6 separate regions of the Mus musculus genome follow, and regions 2, 3, 4, 5 and 6 are each linked to region 1. The links are chromatin contacts, called in public Hi-C and HiChIP or PLAC-seq maps. All regions are on one chromosome and are shown on one strand. The core of a region is the stretch at or near the end of the contact, and the rest is flanking DNA. Distances in the headings are between cores, read along the strand shown. Region 1 holds the start of Nrp2 (neuropilin 2). Region 2 overlaps Pard3b (par-3 family cell polarity regulator beta). Region 3 overlaps Gm35252 (a long non-coding RNA gene). Region 4 overlaps Pard3b (par-3 family cell polarity regulator beta). Region 5 has its middle 16 kb from the start of Gm39652. Region 6 overlaps Pard3b (par-3 family cell polarity regulator beta).

The links. A called contact is a pair of places that touch in the nucleus more often than the background predicts. HiChIP or PLAC-seq counts read pairs in DNA pulled down with a chosen protein or histone mark.
Region 2: an H3K4me3 HiChIP or PLAC-seq map of bone marrow-derived macrophages shows a contact between it and region 1, with 4 times the contacts expected there. The contact joins the enhancer-like site here to the promoter of Nrp2 in region 1. A contact is called at or near these places in 9 of 39 promoter capture datasets (HPC-7-derived erythroid cells, embryonic stem cells, frontonasal cranial neural crest and 5 more), 1 of 15 datasets of contacts at CTCF or cohesin (the NIH/3T3 cell line), 6 of 484 Hi-C or Micro-C datasets (bone marrow-derived macrophages, cerebellum, cortical neurons and 3 more), 11 of 115 datasets of contacts at active chromatin or transcription factors (bone marrow-derived dendritic cells, bone marrow-derived macrophages, embryonic forebrain and 5 more) and 4 of 9 other capture datasets (adipose tissue, embryonic stem cells, liver and 1 more).
Region 3: a contact with region 1 is called in a Hi-C map of the N1E-115 cell line, with 5 times the contacts expected there. The contact joins the enhancer-like site here to the promoter of Nrp2 in region 1. A contact is called at or near these places in 7 of 39 promoter capture datasets (the 3T3-L1 cell line, embryonic stem cells, hippocampal neurons and 2 more), 3 of 484 Hi-C or Micro-C datasets (the N1E-115 cell line, granulocyte-monocyte progenitors and nephron progenitors) and 8 of 115 datasets of contacts at active chromatin or transcription factors (VIP interneurons, bone marrow-derived macrophages, embryonic stem cells and 2 more).
Region 4: a contact with region 1 is called in a Hi-C map of the N1E-115 cell line, with 8 times the contacts expected there. The contact joins the enhancer-like site here to the promoter of Nrp2 in region 1. A contact is called at or near these places in 6 of 39 promoter capture datasets (the HPC-7 cell line, embryonic stem cells, liver and 2 more), 1 of 15 datasets of contacts at CTCF or cohesin (the NIH/3T3 cell line), 10 of 484 Hi-C or Micro-C datasets (the HL-1 cell line, the N1E-115 cell line, bone marrow-derived dendritic cells and 7 more), 11 of 115 datasets of contacts at active chromatin or transcription factors (bone marrow-derived dendritic cells, bone marrow-derived macrophages, embryonic basal ganglia and 5 more) and 4 of 9 other capture datasets (adipose tissue, embryonic stem cells, liver and 1 more).
Region 5: a Hi-C map of the N1E-115 cell line shows a contact between it and region 1, with 11 times the contacts expected there. The contact joins the enhancer-like site here to the promoter of Nrp2 in region 1. A contact is called at or near these places in 3 of 39 promoter capture datasets (the 3T3-L1 cell line, hippocampal neurons and trophoblast stem cells), 1 of 15 datasets of contacts at CTCF or cohesin (the NIH/3T3 cell line), 2 of 484 Hi-C or Micro-C datasets (the N1E-115 cell line and nephron progenitors) and 3 of 115 datasets of contacts at active chromatin or transcription factors (all in embryonic stem cells).
Region 6: a contact with region 1 is called in a Hi-C map of the C2C12 cell line, with 4 times the contacts expected there. The contact joins the enhancer-like site here to the promoter of Nrp2 in region 1. A contact is called at or near these places in 10 of 39 promoter capture datasets (the 3T3-L1 cell line, HPC-7-derived erythroid cells, cranial neural crest and 6 more), 19 of 484 Hi-C or Micro-C datasets (the C2C12 cell line, the MC38 cell line, the MC3T3-E1 cell line and 11 more), 13 of 115 datasets of contacts at active chromatin or transcription factors (the NIH/3T3 cell line, bone marrow-derived dendritic cells, bone marrow-derived macrophages and 4 more) and 4 of 9 other capture datasets (adipose tissue, embryonic stem cells, liver and 1 more).

The regions. Positions count from the first base shown.
Region 1 is chr1:62,700,601-62,705,397 of GRCm38.p6, forward strand. Nrp2 (neuropilin 2) reads left to right here and starts at 2,717. Exons shown (of 17, transcript NM_001077404.1): 1 at 2,717-3,677. The coding sequence starts at 3,605.
Region 2 is chr1:62,481,108-62,485,904 of GRCm38.p6, forward strand. The region is part of intron 20 of Pard3b (par-3 family cell polarity regulator beta); the gene reads left to right. Among named protein-coding and RNA genes, the nearest start is that of Gm34881, 43 kb to the right of the region's middle. Within about 2 kb of position 2,159, at least 31 of the 459 cell types and tissues checked have an H3K27ac peak or open chromatin away from gene starts, as enhancers often do. A contact at or near this core is called in bone marrow-derived macrophages, erythroblasts, hematopoietic stem and progenitor cells and 1 more, where this site is marked.
Region 3 is chr1:62,906,707-62,911,503 of GRCm38.p6, forward strand. It overlaps Gm35252 (a long non-coding RNA gene), which reads right to left. Exons shown (of 4, transcript XR_865480.1): 4 at 1-600. Among named protein-coding and RNA genes, the nearest start is that of Gm35252, 47 kb to the right of the region's middle. Within about 2 kb of position 2,080, at least 29 of the 459 cell types and tissues checked have an H3K27ac peak or open chromatin away from gene starts, as enhancers often do. A contact at or near this core is called in the N1E-115 cell line, VIP interneurons and hippocampal neurons, where this site is marked.
Region 4 is chr1:62,506,678-62,511,474 of GRCm38.p6, forward strand. All of the region lies in intron 20 of Pard3b (par-3 family cell polarity regulator beta), which reads left to right. Among named protein-coding and RNA genes, the nearest start is that of Gm34881, 17 kb to the right of the region's middle. Within about 2 kb of position 2,529, at least 2 of the 459 cell types and tissues checked have an H3K27ac peak or open chromatin away from gene starts, as enhancers often do. A contact at or near this core is called in the N1E-115 cell line, where this site is marked.
Region 5 is chr1:62,858,143-62,862,939 of GRCm38.p6, forward strand. No RefSeq gene overlaps it. Among named protein-coding and RNA genes, the nearest start is that of Gm39652, 16 kb to the left of the region's middle. Within about 2 kb of position 1,994, at least 48 of the 459 cell types and tissues checked have an H3K27ac peak or open chromatin away from gene starts, as enhancers often do. A contact at or near this core is called in the N1E-115 cell line and hippocampal neurons, where this site is marked.
Region 6 is chr1:62,549,199-62,553,995 of GRCm38.p6, forward strand. The region is part of intron 21 of Pard3b (par-3 family cell polarity regulator beta); the gene reads left to right. Among named protein-coding and RNA genes, the nearest start is that of Gm34881, 26 kb to the left of the region's middle. Within about 2 kb of position 2,458, at least 56 of the 459 cell types and tissues checked have an H3K27ac peak or open chromatin away from gene starts, as enhancers often do. A contact at or near this core is called in the C2C12 cell line, the NIH/3T3 cell line, adipose tissue and 4 more, where this site is marked.

The DNA of each region.
Region 1 (4,797 bases), core at 1,467-3,966:
GTACAGTAAATAGCATATATCAGAATTATTGTTCAATTGGCCTATGAGTCAAAAATCATCTAAAACATGTGTAGGAAAAAGTACAGATACCCAGAAGTCATCTCAGATTATGGAATTCTACCCACAGGAGGCTGGTGACCCAAGAGATGGACTTTTAACACCTCCCCACCCCCCATGATTCTAATGCCCTTAAAGTTTGGGACTGTATAGCTCAGGATATCCTGACTTTCCACAGGAAGTGTCTGAGGACAGTTTCCTTTTAGTGTCATCTGGAAACTTGCTCTATGTTCTCCTAACCCACTCCTCCCCACCTAAGGACCACCTATTATTATTATTATTATTATTATTATTATTATTATTATTATTAATTCATAATTAAGGATGGTGATGTGAGCATCCCAGCTGAATGAGAGGTAATTTCAGGAGTCCTCACTTCACTACGAGCTGTTTGGGGGCCAGTTCCGCTATTGTTCAGAGCAGGCTGGAAGATTCAGTAGCCTGATTTTGAATTTCCCCTGGTCTGCTGAAGTCCTTTGAAAAGGCAGGAGCTTCCCAGCACGGATGTAGAGGCCTTTGGTGGCATGGGCATTATTTATTGAGTGCTGCCCCCTAGAGGATTGGAAAAGCTCTGACCAGTTTGACTCCCCAGGGGTTCTCCCTCCCTCTGGCCATCTGCAGAACAGGAAGCCTTCACTCCAGTGGACTGCAGTCAAGTCTTGCATGCAGAGGCACAGAGGCTTCCAGGAAGCAAGTTAGCGCCCCCTTTAGAACACCTCTGAGAAAACGAAGATCCATATGGGCAGAAGCAGGATCCAGGGACAGAACGCTGAATCTTACTGACTTTTCCCAGAACGAAGGAGAACCTTGGAAGCAGCTAGATGGGAACCCTCAAGTCTGAGGTCCCAAGCCCAGCAGTTCGGGGTTGTCATCCTATGGCTTCCCAATGGGCTTTGGGTTTCTTTCTCTCTCCCCAGTCATCTCTCTGCCCTTTGTCATGTTCTCAGAAAGCTGCTGTGTGCATCTCTAGTCTAAGTAGGAATGGTTTTCTATGCCTGGAGAGCAGTGGGGTTGTGACACTAAGTAACTCTTTCCTTGCAGGCACTGTTAGTACAGATAGCGTTGTTTGTTCTTGGATTAGTGTTTTGCCAACAACACAAGCCAGGATTTGAACTTAAGGTCCAAACTCCAGGCTTCCCCTCTTCCTTCATCGAAGAACCCAGGGAAGGGAAAGAAAGGATAAAGGAAATCAAAATTAGCCCCTATGAGTATTTGAGTGGTGCATGCGTGTGCACGTGTGTGTGTGTGTGTGTGTGTGTGTGTGTGTATGTGTTGCTCTCTGGAAGAACTCAGAGGGCCTCTAACTCCAGCCCTTTGCAGCCAGGCAGTTAAGATTAACCATGTGGTATTCAGGCTCTGGACTTCCACTGGAAAATCCCTCATTTAACTAGTTGCAAATCACTTCTGATTCAATTTTGTTTGTGTTTATCTCCATGTAAATAACAGTTAAGTGAGAGTTACAGATTTTTTTTTTCAAACACTGGCTGTGATAAACAACGCTAATGGCAAGTCCAGATAAGGAGAGAAACCACCCAGAAGAACCCATAAGTCCACGCTAAGGGGGAAAAATGGTATAGTCAGATGTTCATGTCCCTTCTCACCCAAACTTTATGTTTCCTAATCTTCAGACTGCTAGGAAGGGGACTGAAAAGGTTGCCAGGTGTGCTCTGTTGGATCTTGATCATGGTAAAGCAAGGGTGCCTGGTGAATATGACAGTTGGGGATCACCCAGCCACCCTCAGAAACAAAGATGCAAGTGTTTTCTCCAACTGTTAGCTTATAGCGCCTTGAAACAGTTTTCATGTCTCCACTTAAAAATAGGTAACACAATGCTATTTTCTTTCTGTCAACATTGTGACCACAATACCTTGGGGAAACATGAACAGAAGTAGTTACAGTAGCAGTCCAAGAGGCCTCCCTGTACCTATACTATGTTGGAAGCTTGAAGGTGTATTGGGTGGCCAGGGGTGGGGGTGGGGAATTTAATTGCCCGGAGAAATTCTTTATTCAATAAAATCGTCCCTCGTTTACAGATAGTTACAAGTTAAGGGCACATGTTGAAGTAAATCCTAACCCAGACCGCAGAGGATCCTGTTTGGGACACAACAAAGGATCTGAGAAGTAAGCCCAAGAAGTATTTGAGGTTTGGTTCAGAGAAGGCTAAAGGCTGACTGTGTGTGTCGCCGCCACGCTTTGCTGCCTCTGGGAACACAGAGCTGAGCCGCGGACTGGCTCCCTACGCCAAACGCGGTCCGCCACCCAACTCCTTCTGTAACGCCATTGCAGGTGGCATTGTGTTGGATTCTGAGTGTGTAGCATCTGAGTCTCGGAATTTAGGGGAAACAAGAATTTCCCGGGCTCCGCGGAGTTTCCCTCCGGCAGAGGCAGCGCGCCCTGAAGGGAGGGCGCTCCTTGCTCCGGGTGTGACACACCCGCAGCCCCGCACGAAGGTGCGTGGGGCGGGAGGGAGGTGCGGACTGGGAGAGGGGCGGCAGGGTTGCGTGGCACCTTAACTTTGATCGCGCGGCCGCGGGGCTGCGAGCCACCGCCGCCCCGCCCGAGCTGGGTGCCGCGGTCCTCGGCTCTGCGCCGCGCGTCTCCGCGGCTGCCTCTTTAATCAGGAACACAGAAGGGGCGGGCCCTGAGCGGGCGCGTAATCGGATCGCTCTGCCGCGGCTCTGACATCCACATGCTGCTCGGCCTGAAAAGGCGAGGGGGGAGCCGGAGGGGAGGCAGAGGAGGCGAGCAAGGCACCAGCCTGCAGCCCGCCCCCGGCACATCCTCTGAAGCACAGACACTCGGCCGGGCGCTGGGCGAGGTGGAGGTGAGGGCGGGCGCCAGCGAACTCGGAGAGCCGCTCGCACACTCGCGGGCGATCCCAGCCGCCGCACCCGCAGCAACACCAGCAGCACCGGCCGCAGCAGCTTCCTGCCTCGCACTCCCCTCCAGAGACTGGCCAAGCGGGTGTAACCGCCGGGGGAGGCTCCAGCTTAGGGGAACCCAGAAAGGACAAGAGCCGGACGTCTGACTGCTTACCACTCCGCCTGTCCAGCGGTCGGTGCCTCTGCCCGCGTGTGTGTCCCGGGTGCCGGGGGACCTGTGTCAGTTAGCGCTTCTGAGATCACACAGCTGCCTAGGGGCCGTGTGATGCCCAGGGCAATTCTTGGCTTTGATTTTTATTATTATTACTATTATTTTGCGTTCAGCTTTCGGGAAACCCTCGTGATGTTGTAGGATAAAGGAAATGACACTTTGAGGAACTGGAGAGAACATACACGCGTTTGGGTTTGAAGAGGAAACCGGTCTCCGCTTCCTTAGCTTGCTCCCTCTTTGCTGATTTCAAGAGCTATCTCCTAGTGAGGTGGAGATATTCCAGCAAGAATAAAGGTGAAGACAGACTGACTGCCAGGACCCAGGAGGAAAACGTTGATCGTTAGAGACCTTTGCAGAAGACACCACCAGGAAGAAAATTAGAGAGGAAAAACACAAAGACATAATTATAGGAGATCCCACAAACCTAGCCCCGGAGAGAGCCTCTCTGTCAAAAATGGATATGTTTCCTCTTACCTGGGTTTTCTTAGCTCTGTACTTTTCAGGACACGAAGTGAGAAGCCAGCAAGGTAAGCCCTTCAAAGTTTTTCTATTCATTTTTACACGGTTTCCCCTTTAAAGGCGACAGCTAATGGAGAGAAGCCACTGAGAAGCGCTCATGAGGAGGCTCCCTCAATACTCAATCATTTAAAGGGAGATCTCAGCGGCCTTCTTTACACCACCAGGGCTGCTAAACCCAACTTTTCTCTCTTGCAAAGGGAGTGTGTGTGTGTGTGTGTGTGTGTGTGTGTGTGTGTGTGTGTTTTGTAACAGAATTTGGCGGTGTTCAGATGTCACATATGGACTGAATCAAAGGTTTAAAAATACTACAAAGCCTTTGCATTACAGTTTTGGGGATTTTTTTTTCCTCCCTGTCTTGAAGCAGAACACATCTCCCTTGAGTTTCCTCAACCTAGCCAGTGAAATATAAATCATTTGCATTCCCTCCACTTAGCTACATTGAGCAATGTTAGCTGAAGGGCTTGGGAAAAAAAAAAAAAAGCAAGAGTCTAGCTTTGCTTTTCAGATGTGTGGATTCTTTGCAGACTGGGTGGATACATCTCAGAACCAGAGGGCTGAAGCTGGTGAAGCAAGCCAGCTTGTGACCGAGATGGGAGCTTTCCCGTGGGCAGTTGATGGTCCCCACTCTCTCCCGAATCCGTGTGTTTTCTGGGAAAGCGAATCATGTTCTTTAAATTTTTTTCTTAAAAGATAAAACAAACTGTATGACCCTCGGCAGTCTCTCCTCTTGTGAAGTGGTTAGAAACTTTTGAGTGGAATTTATTCTCAAGCACTGCCAAAAAGGGTGTGTGGACACGGGCTGCAGAGATAGGCACAGCAGGGCCTAGGAGAGGCCGGGGGCCAGCTCTTGTGGATTGCGACAAGGGCTACCTCTCTGAAAACAGGTCTCTGGTCTCTGGGAATGCGGTTCTTCCACCCTGGGACTGCTTCTGGGGGTGCTTCCCTCTGCTCTAAGACAGTGTCTGGAACCTGAAAAAAAACTATTAGCCTATTAGCGTTTGCTCCTACAGGTGACTGGGGATAGGGTACCATCTACCAAGGAAATGGGGGAAGAGAGAAGGAGAGAGGAAAGACAGAGACAAAAACTCGGAGAAGTGCTATTGCCTTGAGGCACTTGGCGGAGTCAGG
Region 2 (4,797 bases), core at 909-3,408, 220 kb before region 1:
ATAATACTATACTTGAGTCTATTCTAGGCTAAAGCATAGTCAATCTTCCTTTCTCTAAGTCAGAAAGGGCTTCATAGCAATACTCTTTGCATATGTCTGATCGAACACCAGCACCCAAGACTATATTTCGCAGACCTTCCCAAGCTGGTATGTCCCAATGTCAATTCCATGGGAATAAATGTGAACTATTCTGCAAAAAGAAATTTGTAGCAAACCCACAAGCTGAGTTAAACCACAGAAACAGGCTTTCCTTTTCCTGTGCCCTTTTATTTCCTTGATGTGTTAATATGTGTTCTTGATCTCCAAGAATACTAAACAACCAGAACTCATCATGCCTAAAATATTTGTCACCCAAAGTTTATTTTACCCATATTTTTAAGCCCTAGGATTGTTCCAATTCCTATCTCTTGTAACAAAATCCAGGAAATTAACAACTCAAGAAGAAGAAATCTTTATGTCCATACAGTTTTCCAGGTCTCAGTCTAAGCCATCTATAGCTGCTCAGCCCAGCTGTTTCTGGGCTCCACATCTTGATGGGGAGAATGTGTTTGGGGAGAACTACTCATCTAATGACAGCAGGAAGCATAGAAGATCACATAGAAAGAACCAGGGACATCATTAACCCTTCACAATCATGCCCTTTGGCTAATATTGATTGTGAAATTGACAGGGTCTCAAATCTGGGCATATCTATGAGGAAGCTTCTACATCGGGTTATCATCATGAAGTAGGCATCAAGTATTTCATGGGCCAGAATCCCATACTGAATTAAAAGGGAGGCAAGCTGAACAATAGAATTTCTCTCAGCTTGCTTCCTGATAATGAGACTGCTGCTTCAATTTCTGCTGTCATGATGTCTCCATCATAATAGACTGCACCCTCAAACTGTGAGCCAAAATAACTCTCACCTTCTTAAGTAGCTTCTTGTCAGGTATTTGGTCACAGAGAGGGGAAGAATTAGCAAATGCTCCCTTCAGACACTTACTTCCTCAGACTTGACTTTACTTTTGAATAGCTATGACCTTATCAACAGATGAACCCACTGACAAAGTTGCCGTCTCTCTGTGGCCCTAGCTATAAACACAGCTGTACTGGAACCAAGCCTTCAATACTGAATCAATAGGGGGAATTTTTAGATCTAAACCGTGACATACATATATATGGTATTTTAAGTTAATTTTTACCCATGTAGGTAGACCAGGAAAGAAATCTCGTTGGATAATGTTAAAGACAGTCACTATAAAATGCTGCCAAAAAATTATTTATTTACTGCCCAGTCCACATATCTGTATGAGTAATGGAGTCTTAATTTTGGCTTTTGCCTCTGTGTTAATAAATGCTCCAAATCTGCCTTCTGCGGAGTTTTAGACAGCTGTTAAATTTTTAGATAACAGATCAAAGAGTGACTCTTTTTACCCAGAATTGTCTTGATTCTGCTCTTATCTTTAATTATATTTAAAGACTGCGCTGTTCCTTTTCCTTAAAGTCTTAAAGCAAGTGATTTTTGCCTTGATGCACAGTAAACACTAGATAATGATAGCTATTATCATCATGGTTACTGTTATGACCACTTGTACTGTTCTGTATCCGTGAAATTCTGGGTGCACGTAAATCTAAGATTTCCATTAGATAGCATTCCAAGCAGACACTCTGAGTTCTAAACCTACCATATTTTAAAGTGAAGGGCATATCACTTATCTAGTCATCTGTTCAATCTTTCTTCATTCAATAAGCATTTATTTGGCATCTGCTATATTATATATACTCTAGAAAGTTCTAGGGAAGATGGGAGGGCTATCCTGACATGTTCATAAGGATTAGAGGAATTCCTTTTCTAATCAATAGAAACCCACGACATGTGGAAACGGAGAATTGTAATACTCTGTAATTAGAAGTGAAAGCTTCTTTCCCTTGTTTAGGCTACACATAAAAGGCCTCCTAAAGCAGGTGAGAGTGGAGCTGGCTCTGGAAGGCTCCTTAAACATTGATTAGGTACAATAAGATACCTCTTTTCTCTTACAAAATAGTTATGTAAGAAGGTCAAGTTGCTAGACAGAGCATGCATTTGAGGAAGTTGAGAAATACCCAGAACATGCATGTAAGCAGGAAGGAAAGTGGCAGGAAGTGAGACTGCATGGCACACTGGAGTCACTGTGTCACATCTCATGTTGATACTTAATTGGCTGATAGTAACTGATGACAAGTGTCCTGCGGCTGTCCAATGTGGGCTCCAGAAATCTGAGTGATGACATATGTGCAGTGGAGACTGATATATGTCAAGATCCTGTAGCCAGTATCATAACGGTGTCCACAGAGGTGGAGAGGATAAAGCCTGTCAAGAAACTGTAGCCACTAAAAGGTCATTGGTAACTTAGAGAGGACAGAGTCAGTGGCTTAGAAGGAGCAGAGGAGAACTGATAATAGGAATTGCTTTGGTGGTAAGACTGTAGAGAGTGAGCCTAGAGGTAATGAGAGGGTTATTGGATGGGAAAGACTGTGTCTTTGAAGTCACATCTAAAATGGTGATTCCAAACTAACAATGTCCCCTTATAACAATGTTGTAGAAAATAAGCTCAGAGAATGTGAGTAACTTGCCCAGTATTGGGACTTCATTCTAGACCTTTCTATACCTTTCTTTCACCTAACCCAGCCTGTTACATAGACACACTTCTTCCTTCTTAGTACAGTATGCAGGTAAGGTGGCTTAGTTTGGGCTCTTAACATACAAATTAATGGCATGTTAAACCATGACTTCTGGTGTGGGGGCTGATCTGGGTCCAATTCTCTTCCACTACACAGCCTTCAGAAAAATAACTTTCCCAAAATGCCATGCTGCATCTTCATGCAAGCAATGCAACAAATACTTACGGAGCATAGGGCCAGGACTGGTAGTCAGTCCTAAGTTCACTAGGGAATGAGAGGAAATGGTATATCCCCCTCATCAGGTGTTGCTATACGTTATGAGATATGTAGAAGACAGTGGTTGGTACATGGTAGTTACTGTAGCGGGACTGTTGGGTTAGTGGATGGGGTGAAACATAGGTGAAAGTCAAAGTGAGAGGAAGTGTGGCAGGTGAGGGCAGGGCTTTGTAAACTCCTCCCACAACTCTTTCCCACCCAAGATTTTTATGCAACCCCAAAGTATGTAAGTAATAATAATAAAATACTTGCTAATAATGTACTATAAATAAATTTATATTAAGATGACTCTTTATGTGTAATATTAGCAGGCATTATAAATGGAAGAAGATTTGCATGCTAATGGGATGTATGCTTGTTTATTTTACATAAAGATTTAAATCTTGGCTGAATATTTGATACTGTAGGACATAAAGCATCTTCCACGTTTTTCAGAATTGATCAATACTTTGATTTTATAATTGTCAATGCTGAGAATACCACTTCACATAAATGCATAATATAAAATGACAGAAGTATGCTTAGGGCCCCTTTCAAAACCGTTGGAAATTCTGTGCTCATCACAGACTAGAATTCATGTAATGATTTTTTTTTCAGTGAAATTCAAGTCAGCAACTCTAACATCAATTTTTTAAATCAAACATTCTAACGAAGTATGGTTGAAAGATACATGAATTTGATATTTACATACTGAGAACTGAGGATAGGAAAACAATAGAAGTTTTAGTTTCTAATAGTCATAGAGGTACAGTAAAAATATTATACTCTTTAACATACAGTAGTCTCAAATCTGAGCCAAAGTTTCATGTTCATTGTACATGATGCATGCAGGGTAAAGTGTTTATGTTATGTGTTCTGGGCCTAGGCTGCAGTGAAGGTTAGGATACATCAAGGGAGAGTGCTGCCAAAAAATACCATGAATCAATTATGTGGCCATGGTGCATCCAGAGACCTTATATTGTTGGCAATTTTTTGCAACCCTTATATTCATTTATGACTTCATCTGTGGTTGTAATTCACAGTTTAAGAAATTGGTCATTAGACAGACCGGAAAGAAAGGAGTCAATGGCCAGAAATAAAACAGGAAGGCTCAAGAGCACAAGTGAGGGAGGACGACCGAGCCTTGGTCACCAGGGTAAGGCATTCAAACTCATCAGGAGAGAGATTAAGGGGCAGCTGTGGGAGGAAGAGCTGGTAGACGATTTGTACTTAAGGTGTGGTCCTGAAATCCCACAAATTGGTCAATGCAGAGCATCCTCACCTCTCTACATGATGGAGGCTTAATGCCATGATGTCTCAAATGCTGTGATGGTTAAAAACAATTTACCTTTTAATTACATATATAATTATTATATATAGTAATACTGTTATACATAATAATATAATACCTGGTATATATATATATATATATATATATATATATATATATATACCAGGGTACAGAAGGTATGGCACATTGCCCTAGGATCACTGGGCAATCATTTCTTGAGGATAAACTCTTCCAGCTATTTTAGTCCTGGTTTGTAATCCACATCTATAGCTCTTTGGGTGTCTGTTCCCTGGACACACTCAAGTCTATTGACTTTATGATCACTGTGTTAATCGTGGTGTACACAAGTGGACACTGTCTTCCAGATGCATCAGAAGCCAAAGGATTTTGTATTCCTTGGCCTTAATCTTTTATTCTTTTTATATTTATTAATGTGACCAAAACCTGATTGTCAGCTACAATTTCTAGCTTATGTTATACTTTTTATCTAAAGCTTCTATGCTTTCTTTTTTATTAGATATTTTCTTCATTTACATTTCAAATGCTATTCCATTTCCTAGTTTCCTCTCCAAAAATCTCCTATACCCTCCCCCTGCTCCCCAACCCAT
Region 3 (4,797 bases), core at 830-3,329, 210 kb after region 1:
CCAGTGCTGCTGGCTCTTGGATTTTGACACTGACTTTTTCAACCGAGTATACAGAGAGCAAGAATGGGGGTGTGGCCCATTTTTGGTAGAGGAGACACACCTGCTCTTGAGGATAATGAGTCAGATAAATCATTTTTCCTAAGCACTGTGCCAACGCTGAGGATGTAGTCCAAAGATAGAGTGTATACCTACTATGCACACGGTCCTGGCCTTGATGCCCAGCATGATGGGGGGTGGGGAGGAGAAGACACTATCCCAAGACTCCATCATCTGCTGCTTTGGTATCTTCATGTTCTCATTGTCCATGGATATAAAAGTCACTTGACCATTTGTGTTTGCCAGTCCTGGAGCCCATGTTTTATGTACCTCTGTCCATTTCCCTAAAGCCAACAACAGGCTTGACATAAAAAAAATAATAATAATAAAATAAAACAAAAACAAAAATCACCCTTTCCTGGTTTGAGCTCAACAACTTCTCTACAGGGTAATACCCTTGGTCCTTGGAGAGGCAGCCATCCTGAACTGCACGTGGACCCCTCAGAGCTCCAATCCAGCTTGCTTGTGTCTAGCTGTGCGGTCTTGGGTGAAGTCATTCCACCCCTGTGGATAGAAGTAGATGAAAAAAAATTTGCAAAATGCTTTGTCAACTGCGAAGAGCCTTACAAATATAGAGACGCTCATGACTCAAGGGGCACATTTCAGTCAGACTGAAAACAGATTTTTCTGCGTGAGAAACTGTGTTGCTGTGAAAGGCGACAGTGGGAGCTCGAAGGGTGGGAAGCATTCGCCCTCGCCTCCATTCTCTTTTGATTCCTTATGATTAATGATTCTGTTTAAAACAGACACCAAATGTGGCTTTGCTGCTGATCAATAGATGTTCCTCCCAAATGGTTTCTATTTCGGTTCTCGGTCCTTAACCAAATCTTACCATTGTGTTCTCTGAGGAAACACATCTATACACACACACACACACACACACACACACACAGAGGCACACCCTCTGTTTTGCAGCACAGATGGCATGCAGTTTGAGTTCATATAAATGAGGTCAGAGGTACTTCCTCCAGTACTGGCATGGTCTTTGTAGAGCTAAGTTATTCCCCTCCCAGTATGCCCAGTAGGTGGAAAACATAATATGCCCTTGTTTCGATGGTAGAAGCAAATCCAAGCCCTTGGGAATTGCACTTTGGGAACTGAGGTCTAAGGACTCTATATCTGTGCTCATCCCAGGGCCACTTTGCTATTTGAAGACTGTGGCATGTACTGGGTCAGCTACTTTGGTCTTAAATGATCACACATAGAGTCAGGCTAGAAGAAGAAAGAAAAGAAAAAAAAAAAGATTGATGTTCATTTTCCTGAATTAAGAAAGGGAACCGTACATGCTGAACTTCCAAGCTGTACTGAGTGTGGCGACTTGGGCCTGGATGAGAAGTATTGCTATCCTGACTGCCTCCTTGAATCAACCCAAAATCTTGGCTTGCTGGGAGCCACACACGACGGGGCATTAGTGTCTCTGGGAGTGATGTAACAACACACTTGCCTTCTTTGGGTTTAATGTGCAAGGCTATGCCACACCTCTTCCCCCACCCCAAGAAAAAGTCCAAATACAGGATTAAAAGCAAAAAGCTGAGCCCAGGATACCACATAGTGGCAGCAATCTCCAGTGTGTGCATCTGGCCAATTGTAGAGCCTAGGGAAGAGATGCAGGATGTGCATGACTAAAGCCACGAGTCCCGGGTGATGCAGCATCTGAAGACACAAGATAAACACACCTTAGTCTGGACCGCTGGTTGTCACATGCCTGGCAGAATTCCTGGGGCTACTCATCTGACACTTGTGGTGGCTTGTATCAATTCTGTCCAGAAGCCACTGCTGGCAATTAGCCCTGCCCATCTGCTCTCCACATACTCAAGCCACTCCCACAAATCTGGACCAGTTCCCCTTCATGTGGGGCGGAACATCTAGACAGGTCCGTATCTATCTTGGTGAGCCTCTTGCTAAGCAGGCTTCCCCAGACAGTGCCATCCCTGTCTCCTGTAACAGCTCGTGAAGCCTGGTTGCATGGCAGGAAGAGACTGGGTGGGCGTGTGTGCCTCACACGCAGCTCCCTCCCTGAACAAAGCCACATGTTGCCATTCTCTAGGGCTGCTCGACTTCACTCAACTAATTTGGAACAGTGCTCTTGACACCAGAGTGAGTTTTTATCCTGCTCTGTGGCCCAGGCGCTCCGCCTACGGGAGCATCAGCAAAATCTGATCCACCCATTTGGTTGTTATCTGCAGCCTAGCCTGGACTTGGTGGGTTTGTCTGCATCCTAGAGATGGTACCATTCTCACAGGAGAGGCATTCTAGTGCCTGAGAAGAACCATCCAGACAGATCCCTATGTACCATCCTGACTCCTGCTGAGAGGAAGGGAAGTTGAAATAACCATTGCCTAATGGTGGTCTGATCATTCCAAAATTTTTACTAAAAATACATACTCCTGAGGATCTGGTGATTCCGATCCAGGAAAATGGAGTAAGTCCCTGGAATTTACATTTATACTAAGTGCCCTCCCCCGGGTGAGCCAGGAACCTTATTTGGAGAAACTACCTGGGGAGGCCGGCTGTGCCATAAGGCAAGGCTCAGGGCCCGTGTCTGGTGAGTCAGCTTTTCTCAGGTTGCCTGCTGACACTAAGTGTCCAGGAAACACCCTGTCTCAATAAATAAAACCCAGTGGTAACAAGAGAGATTCTCCAGTTTGCTGAGGGCACTGTTGGATGCATCTTTCTGGGAAAAAATCTAATAACTAGTGAAATGGAGCGACAGAGTTCAGACCTTTAGCACGGCAATTCCAATTAGGGAGAATATACACTATAATCATGATAGGGAAAAGTGCACTGTTTCATTAGAAAGGCACTTCAGATAAGAGAGAATTGGGGGTCCCACAGACAACATGAGATAGAAGGAGAGCTGGGGTACCTGGGATGAGCTCTCTCTGGGCACCGAAGTGTGTGTATAATCCAGGAGAACATAGCTGAACCCCATCGGCTCCCACAGAGCATGAGGATGCATGAGCTAAGACTGAGTTTGCACACGCAAGGCTTTGGGTGGTTAGTGGTTAACGTGCAGTTGGTTCTTTTTATGTGCAAAGCAGCTCACATTCATAGAAACTAAATAAAAACAAATGAGGCTGCTGCCGCGTGGCTGGCCTGGAGCTCCTGGTAAACATCTCAGGAAAATGATGGGGAGAGGCAGAAAGCTGGGCTAGGAGCAAAACCATCTGAGACAAGCATTAGCTTTGACAGACAGAGGAAATCACTCACAGATCCCCGGGTTTCTCCAGTTTCCTCCTTTATGCTCCCCTAGGCAGCTCTGGGGCAACCTTGGGGTTCTGTATCCCCAATCTCCCTTCCACTCTGGATGCCTTCCATCACCCAGGGTCTCCTTGGCCAAGGCCTCCTGAGCCCAAGGCAGCTGAACCAATGCAGAAACGGCCCTCCCCAGGAACACACTGAGCAGGGATGTGCTCTGCACATAAGAGTGTGCTCTGATATGCCCTGGCCAAGCCCTCTTTGTCTCTGTTGGTTCTCACTCTGCCCATTTTCCTTTTAGAAGCCCTAAAGGGCACTGCTCCAGGCATTTCTTCCTTGGGGGTCTGTGGACTTAACAGAGTGGCATCACTAGGGGCAAACTATCCATAAGCGGCCTTATAAATGACTCAAGGGCTGGCAAGAGCAGTGCGTGCAGAGGGTGAATCAGGAAGAGCGGAGAAAGTGGTTTCTAAAAGGCCATGCAGCCGTTTCCCTCCCCGCCAAACAGCATTAGCAGTAGCACATCTCCCCAAGCTCAGGAAAGGTGGCCAAAGCAACAGCATATTGAAGCACTATAGCTTTGGCGGCTGGTGCCTTCAAAAACAAAAACAAAATGTAGCAACGTCGCTAAGCCGGTGTCTGCTAACAGCTCTAAGATTGTCCACCTGGGAGACATGTACCAGGCTTGCTCTTTTAGAACGAGAAAAGCATTTAATACATTAGCATCGCCTTCCAGGTCTCACAAAGGATGCCCTTTGGCCATTCCTGGAGCCAGATAGTGAGGCGGTCCTCGGACATTAGAGATGGGGGTGGGACAGGTGGGGACTGGAGCAGCAACTAGGAAGACAAAGTCACACCCCTGGGCCAAAGTCCTCAACTTTAACCCTACCCCTGTAGGGCACATTCAGGAAATAGACTCTGGACCCTCTGTGATGCAGGGGATTGTCCAAAATGACAAAATGCAGCTCAGCTTTTGAATGTCCAATGCCAGAGAATGCTACTTTAAACTGCTCATAATTTATTCAAGCCTAGATCCTCACATGGATTTACAGGTAAATACCATGGCTGCATGGTTTTAGTAGTCAGAGTATTCTAAAATGGCACTTAGTCTATAAACCTTTCTTTTTTTTTTATTAAAGTGAAAATTTATGTGACATAAGTTTATTAGTTAAAGGCTACAGCTAAGTGGCATAGATACACATCCACACTGGTGTGCAACACAAAGCCATGTAGGCCCTGGGCTATTTCCATTACCCCAAAAGAGAGCCTTGATTCTGCTCTGCAGTCCCTTCCCACTGTCCCAGCCCCCAGACACTGCCAAGATTTCTTTCTCTAGGGCTTTACCTATTGGGATGCTTGCCTTCTTTAAGTGAAAATAAGCAATATTGTGACCTTTGGAGTCCAGTGTTTGAGGATATAGAGCATTATAAATGATATAAAGCAGGGCATTGAGTCTGATAAGAGTTGAGAATCACTCCAGGTCCTGAGCTGTGTATCAGCCAT
Region 4 (4,797 bases), core at 1,279-3,778, 190 kb before region 1:
ATATTTAATCTAAACCAATATGTTTTCAAGATATATGCAAAACTGTTTCAAGACTATGTTACATTCATTTTTACATATTTACATGTTGGGTTCACAAAACCTAGTGTATGTTTTAGACCTATATAACATCTAAGGACTCATTCTGATTCCAGGAAGCAGGTAATTGCCAGCCCTACCATGTCCCTTTAAGAAGAAGTGCCCCCACCTCAAGTGCCAGCCACTGCACAGAGAGGCAACCTAAAATGGGCTGAACTACCACAGGCCCAGGTCTGATTTTATCCCAGCTGGATCTTTGCTTTGCTGGTGTGTGTGTGTGTGTGTGTGTGTGTGTGTGTGTGTGAGAGAGAGAGAGAGAGAGAGAGAGAGAGAGAGAGAGAGAGAGAATAGAGGATCTAGCTTTTCCTTGCTTGGGACACAGGAAAAAGGATGGTCTTTCCAGGACGAAGTACATGCAAATCTCTGCATCTGAAGGCATGATAGCTATGTGCATACATCACAAGTGACTAATTACAACAGTAGAATACAAACGTGATTCTCATTTAGCTGGAGACCTCTCTCTCCTTAGCAGTAGATAATCCATCCTTCTGTAGAGAGGGAGGTGCCATGTGTAGACTTTTCTTTTTTCCATATATCTAGATCCTAGTAAATTGATCACCTTCTCAAGATGTGCAGAAGTTAAAAAACAAACAGACACAGAATTCACTTTCCTAGGGTTGAGTTTATTTTTCCATATTATTACTGTTGTTTTATGTAGGAAGCATCACCATATGAAACACCAGGGAGGCAAGGTGGACTTGAGATTCCTGTCTCCCTATCTGCTTATAAGGACCAGGGTTGAAAGTAGTTAATGCTCTCTGTGTGTGCATTCCAGAGAGCATGAGTTAGCTCTCGCTCTTGGGTCTAATGTTCTCCTGAAGGCTTTTCTGGTCCACTGTGCTTTCCCTTGGCCAGGCTGAATGAATCTGGGCTGGGTTCCTTCCATTTGATCACTACAATGATTGCAGTAGGGAATATAACCCATTTCCTGCATGAAATTCTTCGTTAAAATGCTTCTCAAAGTATATTTCTCCTCGTTCTTATGCTCAAACTCCTGCTAGTCTCTCAATTTATTATGATGTCAACTTTTGCAGTACAACTCAAGACTGTTGCCCTTATACATTCCACGGTGCCATGTTTTCCCTGTGTCTGTTCTCTGTGGGTTGGGTCCTCATGTTACTCAGGGCCTGGTTCTGATGTGCTACCCATCTGGGATGGTAATGGTGACTTCAACCAAATAAGGATCGTGATGAATAGAATCAACGGTTACTTGCCTCTGCTCAGATTTCCCAGCAAGCACTGTACCTTACTTCTGGTCCTAGTACAATTCTTAAATTAGATATTCAATAACTCAATATATTGGGTGGAAGAGAAGCCAAACAACTCCACTCTTAGCTGCACGAACGTCAAGCTGTTACCCCCTGCTGCCTTTAAACTAGCCATTTCCTCCCAGCTAACCTAATTTCTTGCCAGTTGCCTGGGCTCTCATTTGCTTATTCTTTATGTCAGTAATCCCAGGGGTTAGTTACTCTTAATTCTCAGTATTGAAGCAAAATATCCCATTCCTATTCTGCCAGAAAACACTTCCTATCCAAGTTCTTCTAGATAAAGGACTTCCCGAGGTCACAGCAGGCAACAGTTCCTCCATCAAAGCTGTGCTTCAAAAGCCTCCTAAGGAATAAAGGTAGTATTTAACTGTTCAAAAGCTACACTCAGTCAGGTCTGATGATGCATCAAAAGAAAGTGCTTCTCTTAGCAACTGTATCTCCTAGATCTTATTCCCACACTTTGTATTTGTTACTAATTCCAGCTAACCATCTCAAAGCAACCACCTCTACTTTCAAGAGAATTTGGATTTGCTGTAAGCATTAAGCATAGTGCCCTTTAGATTTTTCTATAGTCTGCTTTCTTCATTTTAAAGTTTTGACCATCACTTGCTCTTCTGCAGCATCTGGGCCCATATCTATAATTTCCAAGGATCACTGAGCTTCGAGTGCCATGCCTTTCAGCTCTCAGCATCCTGGATGTCATGTGGAAGCCCCAGAGACACAGATGGCTTTAAAGTGCATTGGGCTGTGTATTTTTCCTTCTCTCACTATTCTTTCCTGCCTCTCTTCTGTCTTCCCTTGACAGAGATGTCAGATGAGTCACTTAATGTATCTCTGCATCTTCCCTTGTCTACAAAGACAGAGGGGTGTGACTAAGTGATCCCAGAATTTCTTCCAGCTCCAAAATTATATGGTTCTACAATTCTTTAATGGAAGCAAAATACAAGTTCAGGTTGCTCTGCCTTTCCTCTGGCGCTCTATGGTGTCAAAGCATCCCTGCCCAGCAGTGGCCTATCCTCCCTCCCTTCTCTTCAAAGTACCTTCAACTTGGTTTTTTCAGTGGATGTTTAATGTCATTGCCATCTCCAGTGAGCTTCACTTTTATGACTCTCTTCACACCTCTGTGCTGATCTCTTTGAGAACTCTAGTGTCCATGTGTTCACACCAAAATTACCTGCGCTCACCCCAGCAGGTGACTTTATCCCTCACCTTAGCTGTCTAAAATTAGGACATTTGCCCGAAAATCTCCACAAATTCATACATGAAAATATCTTTCATTTACTTCTGTCATCTTCTCTGTGTGGCATGAAACCTGGATGATAAGATTTCTCTGAAGCTTCAGGAGATGTGTATGTGCATATATGTGTACAGATACATGCATGGTTTTGGCTGTGATTTTGTGCCTTATTCTAATTAATATCAGAAGTTACACTAATATGTATTTCATTTGCTTTTAGGGAAATGTATTTTTTTAAAAAAAAACAGATTAAAGGACAGTCCTTTCATGTGATAGTAAATGTCAAAACCTATCAAGTAAAGACATGAATTGTGAAATAAAGAAATATAGACATCTTTGTGGCTATTTTCAGGGAAGCCCTATTCCCCTCCCAGGCCCTCCAGTCTAGAACCTGGTGAGCATCTATTAAAATATAATGAAGTTTCAGACAGACATGTCCCCTGCCCTTGTCCCCTACCCTCTAGGAGTTTACTTATAGGAGCCTTTGTGTGGTATGGGGTAAGGAAAAAAATATAATTTGAGTTTACAGCTGACATTATGAAAAGTTGTATATAGTTTATAGCAGGGCAACAGAAAACTCTGAAATTGAACCATGGCCTATGATAGACAGGTAGCCATGAAAGAATTCTTTCAAACAGTCTGTTGCGACTTTTCAATCCCAGGACCGATGTGTATCAGCCATCAGGAGGGAGAATTGATCCTTGTAGTCTGACATTTGACAAGCTTCGAATTGTGTCCTCGTTCACCTCCTTTAATTCAAACACCGTAAACGGTACTCAGCTTTGTCTTTATAGGTCAATCCATGTCAGAGTTTGTTGTCAAAGTGAGTTCCAAATATTAGGAACCACAAGAAAATCTCAGGTTTGTCCATGACTCCATGGTCAGACTACTGGTCTACCTATTTCTAGTTTTCTGTGAGCAGAGCTGCTCTTTTTATACTGATATTTCCATCTCTTTTTAAGTTACTGTATGCATGTTTTTAAGTTAAAACCATTGGTTTGTCTAAGCAATCTTTAACTCACACCTGTAATCTAAGAATTTGGAAGGCCGAGGAAAAAGAATTCCAACAGCTTCAACCCAGTGTAGGCAGTCTCAGGAGAAAAAAAAAAAAAGACATTACCAATGAAAACCCACTTTTATTTTCTATATTTAAAAAATAATAGCATGAAAAACTCACTAAAAAATACCTATTAACTGGACAAAACCACATTCGAAGCAGTGTTTTGTATTGCCCATTCATGTGCCATGTGACATGAAACTATTTTGATTGGGACTGTCACAGATAATTTCTACACATAAAAATGCACCTAGGGACAGCTTTCAAATGGAGTTGTCACTTTCTGTTTAGCAGGCAGGAGATATTCTATTGTTGTCAACCCCTCTTTACAAAAGCATCGCTAATACAGTGATGCACTGTCCTGGAGAAGGGGGCTCGCCATTCTGCCTGATGGGAACAGAAGGAGCAACGCTGCTTGATGTCAGGGCTCCCAGAGCTCGAGGGCTCCTTTGTCCAACTCAGACACCTCTGCACCCAACAATCCTTTCACAGTCTTGGAATTGGATTTCTTTTTCCTGTGCTGGTTTTAGAAAACTGTAAAAAGATTAATGTAGATTGTTATTCTCTGAAACACAGATTAGTAAAGCCACATGAATTTGTTATCTACTCAACACATGAAGTCATGGAAAGTTAAGAAAGCAACCCTGGACTGTCTCTAGATTTACACCCACACCCACACACACTCATCCAGCCCCACCTACCCCCCCACATACACATATGCACACACAAATGTACACATATGCTCACACACATACATGCATGCACGTGCACATATACAAATGCACACACACATGCACTTCCATACACACAGGTGCACACATATGTACACTTTCTCTTTACTGACTTTCAAAGATGGCCAAGTGATACAAGGTAGGAGCTAAGGAGTCCTCTTGGCTTCTGTATATTTTCTCTCTTAAGATATCTCATTCCCAAGAAAGAATGTTTTCTTTTTAATTTTATTTGGTGTTTAACTCCCAGAAACAGAAACCAATTAGGACAAAGCAGTCTGCCCAGAGGACCAGAATGGTGCTCACAGTTGCCAGCTTCTGCAGAATGCCACATGGTTATCAGCCCTGGGTGTGGATAACAGGGGGTTGGGGGGAGCAGGTACTATTTCTCCACCCCAGCCTAAGATTGCA
Region 5 (4,797 bases), core at 744-3,243, 160 kb after region 1:
TTCTTGACCATAGCAACTCTTAATCCTTCCTTGCTCCTCTGCCCATGCTCCTGTCCCACCTCTTGTTCACCCAGTCCCTAGAGAACAAGAACTCTGTCCATTCTCCTCCCCTGCACGCCCTCCCACATCATTCTGTCGCACAGTTGGAATTCAGTAAGTATTTATTCTTTACAGTAATGTTGTGAGTTCCATTTCGAGTGGACCACTCCTTTGGTAGTAGACTTCACAAAGGCACAGGCCTCCAGTGGGAAGGCAGAGTCTTTTGAACATCTGGAGTAAATGTCAAGACTTTGGTTTAAACCATTTCCCCTAGAGATTTCAAGTTTGCCTTTCTTGTGTGTGTGTCTATTGTTCTTAAAAGCTGGTGTCTGGAGCTGCTCTTCCAGACTTTACATTTATAGTCTAAAATAAATTTAACCCATTGGCAGTTGAATATATGTATATATGTATGTATGTATATATATACATATATATACATATGTATACATACACACACACACACACACACATATATATATATGTATGTATGTATATATTCCTTTGGTTTCCTCTTTTATTTTCTTCATTCTGTTTCATGCAAAACTTCAAACTCCAGATCTTAGGATCATCATTACAGTCCTTAAGGGAAACCACATATCCCATTGATTTTTTTTTTTTTTTTGCATGAACCTAGCCCTTTCTCCTCAGTTTTCCATAACCTAGTCATCACTAAACACTGATCCCATTTGCCTACTTTCAGGTATGTATGCTCACTCTTAGGGCACCACTGATCCTACTTGGCTTTCTTTGGGTGGCTGAATTAGGCCATTGACTTCTGCTTTCTCTTCCTGTTGTTGGCATGATAGAGAGCTGACCAGAGGATTGTAATAACCGATGAAGAACATTAGGACCAAGATTACAGAAGCCTTAAGTCCTCAGGCTGTCTTCCTCTTACATGTCCAGTCTCTTGGATATGCTTCCTAGAGTGTTCACTTGAAGTGTCACAGTTTACAAAGCTCCTTCTCACACAGTGTACCTTCACCCACTTTTCTTCTCTTTCCCACAAGCCCTTGGGGCCTTCTTTCAACCCATACAGACAAGCAGTTCCACTTATTAGTTTGATCCAATGCCAAGTTACTTTTCTAAAACACTTTCAGCCTGCACTATAAGCCAATGTTCCCACGAGAGCTGGCCTGTTTCCTTCCCACACTGCTGGTGTGAGGAAGAAAAAAAACCACTCGACACATCAAAGAAAACTTCTACTCACCTCTGTGATTGGTTGATCCACAATACAGGGTGTGGCTACACAGCCAGTCATTTCTTCTCCCACCCTCTTTAACCTACAGAATGGAATAAATGATCAACAGGAAAATTAAGGAAATACAACCCAGTTTGTTAAATGAGCTTATCCTGTCTTTCCACATCATCTGCATGATGATGAGACGGGAGAAATTTCAAATCAAGATGTGAACGGTAGCCAAAACCATTAGTAGGTTGGTAAATGGGGTGCATTCGGGGTCAGATTTATAAAACACTGCTTTTTAGCCAACCCTCTGAAATACTAAACAGAAACAACACTCAGATCCATTGAAAAGGACGAACCCAAAGCAGCTGGTTTCCTGAGCTGGTGCACATAGCAGGAGAAATGTTGGCAGAACATTCGATTACCATAAAAGAGAGAGCTATGTAGAAACCACATTAGAGAAAACTCAACCAAAACAAAGTCAAATATTTGAACTGTTTTGAATAGATTCTGATGGAGACCTGAAAAGGGGTCTAGCCTGGATTAATGAGAAATGCAAATGAGCTGGTTCAGACATAATCTGGCTCCCTCCATGATGAGACTCTTCAGAGGTGAGGGTGGAGTAGATATCTGTCATCTACAGGGCTGCCCCGAGGTACATTGTCTCCACATGACCGGTGGCTGGAGCCAGGAGTGTTCACCACGTACAAAGAAGTGATAAGTCAGTCCCATGCTGAAGTGTGCCTGCAGGGCCCCCTTCTCTGCCTGCCCCACCCCCTCTTCCATTCAATGACGAGCTGCATGCAGCATCTGGTTTTGATCATTCTATTCATGGCAAAGACTGTGAGAAACACATTTATTTTGGTAACATGCAGTGTATATATATATATATATATATATATATATATATATATATATAGAGAGAGAGAGAGAGAGAGAGAGAGAGAGGTGTGTGTATATATACATATATATGCACATATACACATATATATTTATACATGTTGCACATATCTGTTCTCTGGTTTGTATATATGTCTTTTTTTTTTTTTTGTGAGGGGTTGGCAATCAGTCCTTCAGAGTGTCCTCTTATGAGCTGTCAACAGAACCCTCTCTAATTTGAGTTCTTGGCAGCTGATACACTCACCACTGGAAACCAAACTGCCAGGCTTTGGAAAGCCCAGCCCATCCATCTGGATGGGTCTTTCTCAAAGGGACCCTGACATCCCCTGGATACACTCCTCTCGGAGCTCCTCCCAGCATTATTCCACCGAAGACTGTCGAAAACTTAACATTAGCTTGAGAATACGTGAGTGGGTCTCACTATACTCCGAGACCTAGTCTGGGGTGACAGCAAAGATTCCATGATTTGTTGGTTTGGAGGTTCAGTGAATGGGAAAAAATTTCCCCAAACTAATGTTAACAGAAAGAGTCAGGGAGAGCATGAAATGAGGTTGACAGGACGGCTGGCTAGCTTGGTTATGGCTCTGACTTCCTGTCAAGGGAATGCACGCTGCCTAATAGCCTTGCTGATAGTGAGTAATTTTCATGAGGGCACTTTAACAGGCAGTTCCTTCTCCCCCGATAGCCAGGCTGCCATGCCAGGGAGGGAGCCAGCACCACCCCCACAACTTCTGCTGCCCAGTGCCTGGGGTTGAAAAATGTGAGGCAGCTGTGGGAGATGAGAGCCAGGCATCCCTCTGTTTGTTTGTTTAACTAGTCTGCTGGCCTGGGTACAGTCAGGCGGCTTCCATTTACATGATCTGCTAATTGGGTTTCAGTACCTGCCCGTCTTGAGAGGCCCTAGAAGTAGAGATTGGCTATTTCATTCCAAATATTCCCTGGGTCAAGGGTGGCCAGACAAGACACCTAAAAACAGGATTCTTCAGCTTCAGAAAAACCTAATGAGCAAAACACATTCTCAGGTCCATCCTTATGGTGCTGATTTGGTGCGTCTTGGGTAACAAGAAACTACATTTCTAAGAAGGGAACGATGTCTCACTGCAAAAGGCCCTTTAAGAAAGGCACTGTGCTGCAAGGGAGAGCCATCGGGCATCAGCAAGTTTTGCTTGCTTGAATCAAGCTGAAAATGGGTGTACATGGAAGCTAGTTTTCTCCAAGAAGAAAAGGACTCTGTGGTCCCTGAGTGTGAATACTTATCCTCCGACCCTTTTCATTGCTGGTATAAACCTATGGCTCCTTCAAGGCCTGGCTCATGTCCCCTTGGAGTCTCAACCAGCTCCTCCAACAGCAACATCAATGTCTCGCTCATCTCCACTCTGCTGAGCTTCAGCACAGTATGGCTTGGTGTTGTTCTTAATTGTTCCTTGCATGTGAATTTTGTCATCAACCCAGAGCCCTAATGCAGTTGGATAAAAGCCCTCTCAACACTCACAAAGCTGAGAGTAGTCACAGAATGTTCCTTAAAGTGAATTTGAAAGATCAAAGCAGAGCCAAATCAGTAGCCTTTGAGCACAGTGCAGGTAGCGTTGGAGAGCTGTGGTCATAAAGGCGCCATCAGATCCATGCATCACCATGTCATTTTGGCTGGGCTTCTAAATTTTTCGTTTGAAGTGGCTGGCACAAAATGAAGAAAGGGAGACTCTACTTGCTGTGTGGAACATGAAATGACTTATCTTTTCTGGTTATTTTTTTTTCCAGACAGAAAACAGTTCAAACTGTTCCCAAGGTACTCCAAGAATGAAATGTTACTGCATGAAATGAATTAAAAAGTGATCGGATGGAGACTGAGTGCTGACTGGCAGCATGACAAGCGTTCCTCTCTGGATAAGTGTCATTTAACTACTGACACCGGCAGAAGAAACACTAAATATGAGTGGATTATACACGCCAATTAAAAGGAAGAGATTATTATACTGGATAAGAAACTAAGACTGAGCAGATGCCAAGTCTGCTAGGAATACTGACAAGATGCAAGTGCACAAACAAGGTGAAAGTGAATGGATCAGAGCATATACAGTCAGCAAATAGCAGCCATGAAAGTGTGGTTACTGCAATGCCTGTGAAAATGCATATCAAGCAAATGGAGTCCCTAAGGATAGGGGAGGGTCTTTTATAATTAATAAGATATCATGGTATAGTGATACCTCCAGCACCAATGGAGTCCACGATTTAAGAGGATACAAATCTCGATACCCTAGCCTCTTGAATAAAAAAATAAAAAGAGAGAAAAAAATAAATCCAAAAGCAATAATAAACAAAAATAATAGAGCCGAAATATAATGCCAAAACCTAGCAACAAAAGGAGAAGAAATCAGACTTAAGCATTTTGAGCAAAAATGGTAGCACCAAAATGATGCAAAGAATTGGAGAAATAATTTCAGATCATCTGATGAAAGACTTGTACTAAAGAATATAGCAGAAGAAGGATCAATTACAACTCAAAAAAATCCATCAAAGAGGTGGACAAAGGATATAACCAGATGGCTCTCCAAAGGTGGTATGCAAATGTTTGACAAGTGCACAAAAAAGATGCTCACAATCATTAGTCAACGGGGAAATGTCAGTCAAAGCCACAGTGGACTACCACTTTCCACTCACTAGCATGGCTAAACTGA
Region 6 (4,797 bases), core at 1,208-3,707, 150 kb before region 1:
TGGAAGCCAGATACCCTAAACCGCTCTGTCCACTCATCCTGTCTTTCTAACACAGAAATGGTGAGAATTGCTTGAGCAGTGCTGATTAGAAACATAACAGGCAAGCAGAGCATTTAATCGTAAATAGATCAGGATCATAAGTGATTGCCCGAGTATGTGTCAAGGTTACGCCAACTACTAACTGGGAAAGTGTGGGCCATTTCTGTCTCCTTTAACAATCTGCTGATGGTGCTGTTTCATGTAAGTATGGGATCACGTATATGATTGCACGGGAAGCACTTAGAGTGGTCTCTGACATTGTAGGAAGTGTTCCATAAATGTTTCCAATGGTTTACAGGCCAACGTGTTTAGACGCCATTTATTCCACTGGCTAGACAACCATGTCTCCTTAGTCATTATCTTCCGTCTTTAACCTCTGCTCATTCTGGAGTTCTGGGTCACTATACAGTGCACACTGCATCGTGGGAGGCCCTCCAGCCACTCTCACTGTGCTACCTTGGAGAGACACATGATGACTTCAGGAGGCGACTGTCAGCTTGGTTAGTAAGCAGTATTTTGGCAAATTCCATTGCTCCAAAGGTCAATATCTATTTTCCTCTCTCCCACACATATACTTTTCTTCCTAAGGACTATGCCTTTCATCTTTGACCCTAGGGCACCCCTAATCTCTTTAACGAGCTTATGCAAAAATCAAAGGCCAGCAGAAAGTTGACTTCAAGTAGCTTCTGCTTTCAGCTCTGCAAAAACCCCAAAGCAAAGAAATATCAACTGCAGGCCGACCAAAGAGTGAGGGTGCAAACCAAAGAGATACATACAGATTATTGCTTAATGAATTAAACAATACCAGATTATTGATAACAATGACATCGTTTATTCAATGCCTACTCAACCTAGTTTTGTACAGCATATCTCAAACAAAGATGCTGTGATGTAGACATCTTTAACGCTATTGTATAAATGATTAAACTAAGACTTTGCTCCATCACCACACAATCATTGACCAAGCTGATTTTCAAATGTGGGCTAACTCCCAGAGCAAAGAGATGAAAAGGAGAGTCCAGCCCCTGGCAGCTCTTTAGATACTTTTTATGTAAGGGGCAGGGAGAAAGGGAAAGATTTCCTGTTTCCCCTGTCTTTAAGCACTCATATTTAAACACTGTCAAAACTGTTTCTCTTCCTCTGCTGAACGACTCTTCATCATTCCTAGTTTGCTTTGGAACCCAACAGGACTGAACCAAAACCCACGTTTGGTATTATTTTTTCAGTTCCCTTTAAAAGTCTAAACGAAATCATTCTTTTTATGTTGTAATCAAATAAGTTAGCCATCTCCGGGCTCTAACCCAAACCTAAATAGAGAAAAAAGCAGAAAAATGAAAGCTCAGAACCACATTATTTTTCCATAATATGTCAAAAAAAAAAAAAAACCCTCTATGCTACACTTACACTCAAGTGAAAAAAGAACCCTTTCTGCCTCTAATGAGCAATTAATTCCAGTTCAGGATGTCGAGTTTAGAAGAAGTTAAGTTCCCCCAAACCACAACCGTTTGTGTTGGATCATGCTGAAAACCCAAAATTCCAACTTCTCAATAATAACATTCTTTTCTTCTACTGCAATGGGAGAAATGACCATTTTATGTAATATAGGAGGGACCATAGCAGAAACTCCTATGAATTCCAGATTGCCTAAACAGTCCTCAAAGCTGTTTAAAATCAGTTGGATGTGTTTTGTTTTAACAGAACTGAAAAGGCCTAAAATAAACTTTGGGTACTAAATTAAAAGGAGAAGATGATGTTTAGAGTAAAAGATATGAAAATCCATCTAACTGGTGTTTGCAGCCCTTCAAGTTGACAGCAGTGCAGAACTTGTAGGTCATGGCGTCTTCCTAACTATAAGTCACTTGGGTCACAACCGTGGCCATCTTGTAATTTCTTTAAAAAAAAAAAAAAAAAAAAAAAAAAACGTTGGCGTCATAACCATTCTGAAGTTTTACAACATTTGGTTCTTATTTAATATCAACTATTCTGATGTTATGGTGGGAAAAAGAAAATTTATAGAAAGCCTGCCTTTTGGATTCATAGGAAAGATACGGAATCAGAGAAAACCCTGAAGTGATGGCCGTGGGTATCACAGCCAATGCCATGGCTAAGGCAATTGCCATTCCCCCCAGTGACTATGGTGACTTTTGAATAAAGCTGTGATACACATCAGCATCTGTGACTTTACAGCTCTCCCAGGTCTCTCATCCAACACTGTTTCATTGTGAGCCTTGAAATCACAATGCTAATTTTGTTTATGAAAACATACAGAAGTTAGTACCACTGAATTATACAGCTAGGCTGACATGTCACCCTTCCCATTCATTCTAGGGAAGGATCCTAAAGGACAGGGTATGATGTGGTGACTACAGGTCACTGAGGAATTATTCCCTTTCCGACTTTCAAGACTGAGGGAAAGTCTGTGAATCACTTTTCAAATGATTTAGCTGCTCTGTGTCATCTCTGACTCACTTGGCTCCCTGACTCAGGCAGCAAAACTGGAGCAGCACATGTGCAAAACATGCGTCTTGCAGTTCTTCAATCCTTTGTTGGTTATTCGGGTTATTCGCCCAATGAATACTGAGTGATGTATGAATGCCTATGAAAACGTACATTGTGCCCAACAACTACAGCATCCAAACTCTCCAAAAGCGATGAAAGATTCATATTTTCTCTCTCTCGCTCTCGCTTTCACTCTCCCTCCCTCCCTCCCTCCCTCTGCCTCTCTCTCTGTCCCTCTCTCTCTTCCCCTCCTTCTCTTCCCTTCCCCTTCCCTCCCCCTCTCTTTTCCCTCTCTCCCTCTCTCCCTCTTTCCCTCTTTCCCCCTCTCCCCTCTGTCTCTCTGCTCTCCCCTTCTCTCTCTATCTTTCCCCCTCTCTCTCCCTCCCCCCTCATATGTATGTGTCTGTGTCTATGTTTCAGTCTATGTGTATGTGTGATGTATATGCACATAAACATATTTACGCTTTGGAATTTCCCCCTCAGAGAAACAGTAGGAAATGTTGCGTGAGAAAGATATTTTCCTTCATGATCTGATGTCTTTTCTCTAATGAACCTTCTGGCTCACCCTGTAATAATGGATACCCCCAAACCATGTGAAGACATCTCCGTTTTTCAGTTATACTCCCCTATCATCAGTAATTGCCAGAGTCCCAGATTGTTTGTGAATAGCAAATCTCATTTAGTTCCTTAGATCTACCAGTTAGTTCTTTCTCTTTCATCTATTCAGTTGCAGACCCAGCTTCCTGTTTTCTGAAAAATTCCCTTTACAGTAATTTCCAAGTTTAAATGGTCAGGCAGCCCATAGGCATCAATGTTCTATATCTGTGTGTGGTTATGAGGGAATCAGAGGCTCACATTCCAGACCAGGAAATCATGGTCTCATGATGAACGTGAAGGATGGCAGTGGGAAAAAAATCTTTTAAAATAGTTCTTAAATTGGTGACTTGGGGGAGACGCTATTGTGTCTAGGAGTTTGTGGTTTAGGTGTGGGTTTAGACTGCTTTTGACATTTCCCAAATTCAGACAGAAGAAAACTTTCTCTTTTCTAGATGTAGATGCAGATATGTGAAGTTAAAAACTGCAGTCCTAAGACCACATAGCTGACAAACAGGAAAAAGCAAACACTTTGTTTCCAGCATTCAGTATTTCCCCCTTGATGCACACCAAAAATCTGAATCCTTTCCCATTTAGAATCTCCTAAGGTTTTGCTAGTTTTCTGCAAGATTTTATTTTCAAAATAAGAAGAAAATCTATTAATGTTCTAGCATCATTTAAGGAAAAATGATAGCCTTGTTTTTACTTTTGTTTGCATATTAGACCTAGGACTGGAGATCATATTTCAAGGTGTCTGGTTGCTTAGTTACGTTCATTCATTCATTCATTCATTCCTTGGGCTTCCATTCAGTGGCAACTTTACACCAAAAATTTACTTGACTCCAAAGACTCAGAAGTGAATAAGGAGTCCATGTCAGTGAAAAGGGCAGACAGGAACCATAATTTCATTTAATGAGATATTTCTGAGTAGTTATACAGGAAGAAATCGGTAAGTGAAGTATAAGATGTGGGGGGTGGGTTAACCAGGAATTAAGATAGATTTGCTTTTATCCCTATAAGTTCTCCCTTATGTACTTGGCCTTTCGTTATGTCTGCTCTGAGGGCAGTCCGCCTCAAAGCAAACTTCTGCATCTAGCAATCACCCTCTGCAATTTACGAACAAATATAAAGTAGCTTTTAGAGTATGTCTAATAATGAGACTGTTCTTGAGGTCCACCCTCTCACTCTGGAGATTTGCTCATTCATGTACCACAGCAGGACCAGTTAAGTTAAGGACCTAAATCAGCCCCAAAGGCTCATTTTTCAAACTGAGTCTCATGGCTTCTTAAATGATCATGGGATCAATTAATTGGACACTGTTGTCATTCCTAGACTATTTGAATAAAATAGAATATATCAGAGATCATGTATTATAATTCTGGTGGGGGAGATTTTTGTTTATGACCAAATGCATGTACATACTCACACACACACATACACACATACACACACTCAAACACACATGTGGGTAGACAGACAATCACAGAGAGATAAGCAGACAGACAGAGCTAGAGATAGGGAGACAGAGGGAAAGACTGGTCATGATATAAATTATAAGTCTTTTATGAACTATGATTCAAACCTGCAGTCTAGACTCTAAGTTACCTATATGGTTGTTAATCATTTCATTTAAAATGACTTGCATGGTATTTGTGTCATACTGGG